2 separate regions of the Hordeum vulgare genome follow, and region 1 is linked to region 2. A link is a contact called in public Hi-C data. All regions are on one chromosome and are shown on one strand. The core of a region is the stretch at or near the end of the contact, and the rest is flanking DNA. Distances in the headings are between cores, read along the strand shown.

The links. A called contact is a pair of places that touch in the nucleus more often than the background predicts.
Region 1: a contact with region 2 is called in a Hi-C map of leaf, with 3 times the contacts expected there. The contact joins the promoter of LOC123395260 here to the promoter of LOC123395258 in region 2. A contact is called at or near these places in 4 of 6 Hi-C or Micro-C datasets (leaf and seedling) and 1 of 1 datasets of contacts at active chromatin or transcription factors (embryo).

Annotation. Positions count from the first base shown.
Region 1 is chr5H:586,713,911-586,718,277 of MorexV3_pseudomolecules_assembly, reverse strand. It overlaps LOC123395260 (COP1-interacting protein 7-like), which reads left to right and starts at 2,100. Exons shown (of 10, transcript XM_045090220.1): 1 at 2,100-2,404; 2 at 2,700-2,879; 3 at 2,951-3,071; 4 at 3,181-3,214; 5 at 3,677-3,729; 6 at 3,829-3,890; 7 at 4,083-4,235. The coding sequence starts at 2,346.
Region 2 is chr5H:586,499,679-586,504,359 of MorexV3_pseudomolecules_assembly, reverse strand. LOC123395258 (aquaporin PIP2-5-like) reads left to right here and starts at 2,368. Exons shown (of 1, transcript XM_045090219.1): 1 at 2,368-3,643. The coding sequence starts at 2,519. The coding sequence ends at 3,394.

The DNA of each region.
Region 1 (4,367 bases), core at 851-3,350, 210 kb before region 2:
TTTCATAGTAACTCTTGAAGATCCCATTAGAGTCGACATCCACAAGGATGCCAAAACAAGCAGCAACTTGAACAAAAACCTTCCATGCACATCACTTTGGAGGAATCCTTTCAATCTGTACCCAGGCTTTAGTAAGATCTCCAAAAGGGTATAACATGCCTTGCCATTCAAAATTTTTAACAGAAACACCATCGATCGGCATCTCAAAAGCAGGAAATTCGATCAGGTCATTCACATTTTTCCAACGAGGGAACCTTAGCAGGAATTTTTCTCCTCTAGCTCTCTGATCTGCCACGGCCAATCCTTGTTCTTACAAAAGATCCCATTTAATTGTGTTAAGAGATCCGAAGCAGAAACTTCTCCCTTTATCACCTTATGAATGGCACAGTCTTTATAGTTCAACCAATTTGACTCAGTAGCCTCAGGAGTGTCAATGTGATAGAACCCTAAACCGGCGGCTGCACTTCCAAAGTAAGTAGCAGTGGGTTGTGGTTTAGCCCATGCCACACAGTTGTTCACATTGTGACTACCGGCACATACGAAGCATCTTTTTGGCTCAATGCAATTCCCCACACAGTGACCCGGCCAACTACAATTAAAACATATCATATCCTTGTACCTAGGGTCTAGAGCTTGCACAATAGGGGCCTGAGGGGGGTGCAGGGAGATTGGTAGCTGGGGGCGGGGCGGGAGGAGGAGCAACAACATTCTGTTTCTCCCTAGCCCTAGCCTTGGTCGCCGGCACAACTTTCGGCTGATTTCCAACAGGGGAAACTTTGGTGTCCTGACGATTTTTCTTGCATGGAGGAGGCCTTTGATTCCGCATGTGGTCCATCTGCCCCTTATTCTCTATCTCTCCCCGAACTACTTGAGTGAACGATCTAGATCCAAGGGCACCCCCTCGGTGGAAATCTTAAAATTCGTAGGGGAGGGGTCAAAGCGACTCAGAGCTTTCACGGGAAAGCAATCTTGAAGAGTAAAATTCTTTGCTAGGAACAAGTCCTTCCTCACCCACAAGAGATTGGGGATCGAGAAATTAGGGTTTGAAGGGCAAGCATGCGCCTTATAACGACGCTGCCGATGGCACGAGGACGAAACAACCTATAGTTGCCCATAAAATTCCGCTACCTCCTCCGAAACCCCGTGGGCGAGGTGAGAAGACACATTTTTTCCTTTGCGCCTTCTTCCCGACCACACATCCACGAATAACTGAAGCGGGGGTAATCGGGTGGGCATGTGGCCACCAACTAGGCTTGGCCAGTTCAAATTAATCTCCCCCCCAATCGCAGAAGCGATCTCTTGAACATCCCGTGGAATTTCATTACCCCCGGACTAGCCTCAATAGAATTATCACTGTCGACAAAATCAGATCCCAAATCATCCTGAGGGACAACCCTCAAATCACCTTCTCACTATGTATCTAATTTTTTTCCCGATTAAAACGAGGACGAGAACTGAACTGACTAACCTCCATCGGTTAATGTAATGTTAATGTTAATCTCAATCTCATCACCAACTTAATTAGCCAGCCAGCCAGCCAGCCAGCCAAAACGATCCCTGGTACTAGATGTAATGGTATGGTATGGCGTGCCACTTGCTTGTCACATCACATGACATGACAAGCTTGATTTTTTTTTTAATTATGCTCCTCCTCACATACTTCCACTTACAGGACTGACTGCCTGCCTGTCCTCGTGTAGCACAGTGAAATTAATGGAATCCAAAGCAGAGGCCATCTTATTTACTCCTACTGTAATATACTAGGGTGTTTGTAGCCGATCTAAACTAAATAGTAAAATAGAAATAAATGAAGAAATTGTTTTTAATCTCTTATTACAACAGTAATGCCATAGTAGTTGTAGATTAGAAGTAAATCACAAGTTGATGTGCTTGCATATGATATGATTCCTTTCCTCCTGCTGTAGTGTAGGCTGAAGCTCGCTGTCAAGGCTCCATTCCTTTTCTTCCACCAAACCAAAGCAGCTTCCTTTCTTTCGCGCACTAAGCAGCAGCAGCAGCAGCAGCTTGAGGCTTGAGCACAAGCACCACCACTGCTCTCTCCTCCTCCTCTTCCCCCCCCCCCCCCCCCCCCCCCGCCCCAATTTTATTTATTTATTTATATCTTACCTCCTGCTATTTATCCCTCCCATCATCTGTAACTGTTCCCATTAGGAGAGGATTTCTCTTCCGCAAACTTGTTGAATTTTCTTTCTTCTTGCTTCTCCCAAATCCCCGCACTTGCTCCTGCTCCCCCCCCATCCAGGTAGATTGAGCATTTTTTGGTCTAGATCTTTCGCTGCCGCAAGATCTGAACCCCACCCACGGCGACGGCGACGGCGACGGCGATGAGGCCGGACACGCGCCTCGACTCGGCCGCGTTCCAGCTCACTCCGACCCGCACCAGGTAACTCAAGCTCAAGCTCAACCTCCCATCCCTCCCATAATATGCGGATCTGCGCCGCCAGCAAACCAATCCCCAATCTTTGCAAAGCTCTGCTCTTTCTCCCAGAGGTGATAGATCCAGGGTTCATACTTATTGCTCAATTTTGTCTTATGCTGATTACTCTACCTTACTGATTGGCATCTGCAACAATTTCTTTTCTTTTATGTGTGTGTGTGTGTGTGTGTGTGTGTCGGTAACAGTAGCATCACAAGGAATTTTTACCCCCTTTCTTTCTTTCTTTCTTTCTTTTTTCTAGGTGTGATTTGGTTGTGGTGGTGAATGGGAGGAAGGAGAAGATCGCCTCCGGCCTGCTCAACCCCTTCGTCGCGCACCTGAAGGCCGCCCAGGACCAGATCGCCAAGGGTGGCTACACCATCCTGCTCCAGCCCGATCCGGGTGCCGACGCGCCATGGTTCACCAGGGGCACCATCCAGAGGTTCGTCCTCTGTCCGTCGTGTTTGTTTGGCTGCCGACACTGACATTTTGCTCCTTTCTTGTTGGCATTAGGTTCGTCCGTTTCGTGAGCACGCCGGAGGTCCTGGAGCGGGTCACCACCATCGAGTCCGAGATACTGCAGCTCCACGACGCCATCGCCGTCCAGAACAATGCAAATATTGGACTCAAATCTGTAAGTGCACGACTATCATCTCTAATGTAATGTGTACCTGTTTGTTTGTCTGTCTGTTGAGAGTAATAATTAGCAGACCGGTGACATGTTTGTGTTTGGGATTTGCCAGGCAGAAGGCTATAATGTGGACTCCTCCATGGAAGGTACAATACAAGAGATGCTACCGACTTCATTTCTACCAATAAATCTTGGGCAATGCTTGTTCGTAAATGGAAATGCAGATGCTGCTGTTTTAAAATCTATCATCCGTTATGGACTTTGGTACGGTGTACCATCGGTCACAGCTGTTGTGTTAGCCAGTTGGTTAGGTAGTACTACATGATAGTGGACGGCACAAAAGTATTTTTATGTTTGATGCATGTCCTGTCCTGATTCGTGCTTACACATTCTCTTCTGTTTTACCTAACTTATGTCGGAAGCTGATTATTCTATAAGATGGATGTAACCATCATTAAGTGCACTAGTTTTCAGGACGATTCGTACCTGCATAAAAATTAATCCTGAGGGATTTATACATGTTTCCTCATGATAGTTTGATCTGAACTGAAACATGATTTTGCGTCCCGTTTTCCGTCGACAAATATACCTGACATGCCCCTTTACAGGTAGCAAGACAAGTTATGATCCTGATGGTGATAAGGCACTCGTTCTGTACAAGGTATGGCTGTGTCGATAGGTAATAAAACTGTTTTTTCGCTATGTAAATGTCGTGGTAAGAGGGGTTTATAACTCTCATGTTTTTTTGCATCAATGACAGCCTGGCACACATCCAGCATCAACACTGCAGAGCGACACTGGAGTACACGAGGAGCATTCAAAGTATTTATTTCTCACATTCTTTTCCTGCTTTCATCTAATGAACGGTTTCTCACACTCATTCTACAGCCAAATCCAGCTCTTTGATTTCTTTATCTGCACTCTTTTTTGGGATGATGTCTTGTTTTTTGGAATTTCCTTTTTTATCTGCATTGTGGTAAGGTGTGAATGGATTTTTTTTACAATGTTTTGCAGAGTTCAACTTCTCAGAGTGCTGGAGACTCGCAAGACTGTCTTACGTAAAGAGCAGGCTATGGCCTTTGCCCGTGCTGTAGCTGCTGGTTTTGATATAGACAACCTGCTATATTTGATATCGTTCGCAGAGCGTTTTGGTGCTTCACGCTTGATGTAAGTATGCCTTCTAATAGATGAAATAGTATCATGCTTGATGTACCGGATCTTTCCATTGGATACGGCTTATATTCCTCTAGATGATGTGAACCTGAGGCTGCTGATTATCCTCATATGCATAATGCATTC
Region 2 (4,681 bases), core at 1,119-3,618:
CGATCTATATATCCACCCAAGGAATTTGGGTTCGCCTTTGAGTTCATTGAATAATTGTTACTCTTGGGGTTGGAGACTCATAAGCGTTGGAGTCCGTGGAGAGGAATCAACTTGTGACTTACCCTGTCGTTTGTGAAAGTTTGGAGTCCGTCTCAAGGTCTCTACCACTAACGGTTGAAAAGAGATAAATACAGTGGCAGTCGCTAAAGTTGAAGCTGAAGTACAATACGGTTACTGGACTTCAGAATACGCTCAATATGGTCATTGAATACGAGTTGTGGTGATTATACGGACACTGCTCACCGTATAGCTATGTATTCTGTTGAGTTGATCGGTCAAACATCATTGGAAATTTTCAAAAACCCCCTCGAATTGTTCCCGACTGCAGCTACATGTGTTCCGCTGCCACCAACCGCACTGCGCCTCCGCCGCCTCGTGCGCTCCGCTGCTGCCAACCGCACCGCACCTTCGCCTGGAGCACCGCCCGCACGCAGCCCCACCTAGCCTCGCTGTGGCCCATCATTTCCCCTCCGTCACAGCCCTAGCCCCGCGCCGGACCTCGCTGTTGTCCCCTCCTCCGGCCAGATCCGGCGAGATTCGAGGTCGCCGCCTCCGGATCCGCTTGGCCCGTCCCCGTCCCCGGCCGCCCTCGCCCGTGCCGCCAGCTACACTGCTAGTAGCCGTCGACCGTCCCTGATCCAGCCCATGGGTGAGCAGCAGCACCCCCCCCCCCACACACACACACGGAGGAGGGGAGAGGAGAGCCGCGGACGGCGGTGGCGGGGTGGCGGGGCGGCGACGCATGGGGCTGTGGGTGGCGCGCGGCGGGGCGGTGGCGGGAGGGTGGCAATAGCGCTGGGGTGGCGCGGAGGCGGTCGGGTGGCAATGACGTTGGGGTTGGGAGCGGAGGAGGCCGACGGAGTCGTGGGATTAATGGGGGAAGTCGTCGTGATCGTGGGCGGAGGAGGAGCAGCTTAAGGGACCTGGCCGCCGATGAGCTGGACGCCCTCGATGCGGTCGCCGGCATTGGCGAAGGGGACTGAGGAGGCGACGGGCCCTTCTCCTGTGGAGGCGACGGCGACGCTGCCCAGCGCCGTGGTACCCACTGTACTGCCCGCCGTCCTGCACCTGCACGTAGCTCCCGCACTTCGCCATTGCTCCTTCCTTTCCTCCTCGCTTCGCTGCCCCGGCCGCCGGTGAAGTGGACCAAGATCTGTCGAGCTCAAGGTGGAGAGGAGATCGAGGCCACGGATGCGATATATAGGAGGAAGAAGTGGTGACACGTAGGGAGGAGGCAGGGTACGTGGTGGGGGTGGAGGCTTGCATGGGCTACACCAGGCGAGAGGGCTGACACGGGGCACGCCTGAGGCAGCCGCTGTGTCGGGAGGATGCATGCGGTGCGCATGCATGCATGCGTGTGTGCGTGACAGCTGAGACGCGGCGTGACATTGTGAGTTTGTGACAACGTGCGTGCGAGACAGAGAGCCTTTGTGACAGCGTGGAAGAAGCAATTGAAAACACATGTAGCTGCAGTCGGGAACAATTCGAGGAGGTTTTTGAAATTTTCCAATGATGTTTGACCGGTCAACTCAACAGAATACAGAGCTATACGGTGAGCAGTGACCGTATAATCATCACAACTCGTATTCAATAACGGTATTGAGCGTATTCTGAAGTCCAGTGACCGTATTGTGCTTCGGCTTCAACTTTAGTGACTGCCACTGTATTTATCTCGGTTGAAAATCATCGCCTTGGTGGTGATATCACAAGAAGAAGAGTATAAGGCTTCATGATATTGGTGTGCCTTCGTGGTAAGACTTACCCTTCCAACGGTGACAAGTTTCCTTTCAAAGAAGTGAACATTGAAATATATCTGTGGTTGGTTCCTTTCAAAGAAGTGACAAGTTCCTCAAGGTCTGCATATTGGTGTTTGGTTGCTCCTAACCTTAACTCGTTTACGTGTGGATTCAGAGCTTTGCTAGACTTACGTAGTTTTTCTATGAAAATTCTACGTAGGTGGTTATGTGGGCTTGGTTGATTGGATTACGTAGGGCCTCACCTTGAAAATCAGGGGGAGATCAGTGAACGTTAGGAAAGGAAACCTCTTTTTCATAAGTAAGTAATTTACGTAGCAGTTGGTAGGTGTAGCATTTTTTGCAACTTTATAATCAATTAACCTTGCAAGCATCATGTAGTTGTACATCGATCTCATCGTAGCATTTTTTGGCTAACTTTATATTACACATAGGCAAAAATAATAAATGTACAAATCTATGTTAAGATATTCACTTCTTCAAAAACTCTGCCGCGCGGCACGAAAAAAGATGGGTATATATGGCACTTGTCGCAGTAAAAATATGCAAATGGTGCGTGGCACTAGCACTACGGTAGGGCACCCACATATTCTCAGTGATGCTCTATATATACATGCATCCTTGCCGAATTATGGACACGTACCAATCTCCGCCACTGCAGATTAATCAGCTGAGATCGATCCATCGAGGAGCTAACTAGCTTCATGACTATGGCCGCAGCACAAGGCAAGCTGAGTCCGGATGCCATCGACAACGAAGTCATCAGCAACGGCAGCGCCAAGGACTACCTCGACCCTCCTCCGGCGCCGCTGGTCGACGCCGGCGAGCTGGGCAAGTGGTCTCTGTACCGTGCCGTCATCGCTGAGTTCACTGCCACGCTGCTCTTCGTCTACGTCGCCGTGGCCACCGTGGTCGGACACAAGCGCCAGACCGACGCCCAGGCGTGCAGCGGCGCCGGCGTGCTGGGCATCGCGTGGGCCTTCGGCGGCACGATCGCCGTCCTCGTCTACTGCACCGCCGGCATCTCCGGCGGCCACATCAACCCCGCGGTCACCTTCGGCCTCCTCCTGGCGCGCAAGGTCTCCCTTCCCAGGGCCTTCCTGTACATGGTGGCGCAGTGCGTGGGCGCCATCTGCGGCGCGGCGCTGGTGAGAGCCGTGCACGGCGGCCACCACTACGCTCTCTACGGAGGCGGCGCCAACGAGCTCGCGCCGGGCTACTCCAGGATGGCGGGGCTCATCGCGGAGATCGCCGGCACCTTCGTGCTCGTGTACACGGTGTTCTCGGCGACCGACCCGAAGCGCATCGCCCGGGACCCGCACGTCCCGGTGCTGGCGCCGCTGCTCATCGGGTTCTCCGTCCTCATGGCGCACCTCGCCACCATCCCCGTCACCGGCACCGGGATCAACCCGGCGAGGAGCTTTGGTGCCGCCGTGGTGTACAACAACAAGAAAGCTTGGGGAGAGCAGTGGATCTTCTGGGTTGGCCCGTTCATCGGCTCCGCCGTGGCCATGGTGTATCACCAGTACGTCCTCAGGAACAGCGCCATCTTCCGGTCCAACTACGATGCCGCCGTCTAGCTACTTCCATCCATTAATGTGTTTCATATCTACTGGAGTAGTTGATGAGTCGAGATCCACATTATGGATGGATCCAGCGTACGTGTGGCTGCTAAAATCCATTGTTAAGTACGAGTATGTTGTTTCGTTACTGAATCGTATGAGTTGTATTGTATGTTAGTGTTGGCTTTACATTGTTCGCTAGTTTAGTTAATGCAAGAGATGAATTTCTATTGAGAGAAACCAAGTTATTACACTACTTCCCAGTAATTTTGTACTTTTGTGTTCACTTTCCGGCCTTACCATTTAGTTTGGTTTAGTAACTCTCCCTGAATTTTGAAACCTTTCACTTTGCAACCGTTTTATTCTTCATTTTATGGGTTTTGGTGCCGGTTTTTTTTTTTCGTAATCAGCAGTGTCATGTCACCACATCTCTGTTTACTCTCCTTATAATTTGACATTTTACGCTGAAGGATTGCTCACTGCAAAAATTCAAATTTGTCTATGTCGTTTCAGTTATAAGTTAAAACTAAATATATTTTCAAACCCTACTCCTAGCTCATATTAAATTTAACCAGATTGGCCGGTCACTAATAAAAAATATTTCCGTTTTACTGAAATCTTTCATATTTTCCTGTGTAGTTTTAATTTTAAACCCAAAAGTTTAATTTGAAACTACATACATAAAGCTGTTCGATGTAATTTACGTCATTCATCAACATCAAACATGTATGCCATACAGGGAGTAAAAATCATGCATCCATGAATGGATGAAATATGGACCGCACGAGGCTGGGGGCAGTGACCACCGTACCACGTAGCACAGGGTTGTGAATATGGACAAATTTCGAATTGAATCTGTATTTGATGCATGCATTAATGTGTCAGACCATATATATATAAATTGCGCCAAATTAACGATGAATTACCTTGCGTGCAATGCATAGTAAGGGCCAGTTCTTTTGGAGCTTCTCGCAGCTTCTTGTAAAAATAAGCTTCATTGAAGAAGCGGCCATAGCTTATTTCCATCCTCACTTCCTTCACAATGAAAAATGGCTGGGGAGGGTAGCTTCCCACGAAAGCCCACTTACAATCCGACGGGTGCAACAAAATGTCCCTGTTTGTTGCACATTTTACAGCGAGAATGCCACCAAGCCCCATGTCGTTGCCCTCGGGTTCGTCCACACGCATAGGAGATAGCTAGGGTTGCTCACCACTCCGCACGCCGCCGCCGGCCCCATGAGTAGTCGCCGCCATCGCCCCCCATGAGGCAACAAGCACCGTTGGCTCCCATCAGCACCCATGGTC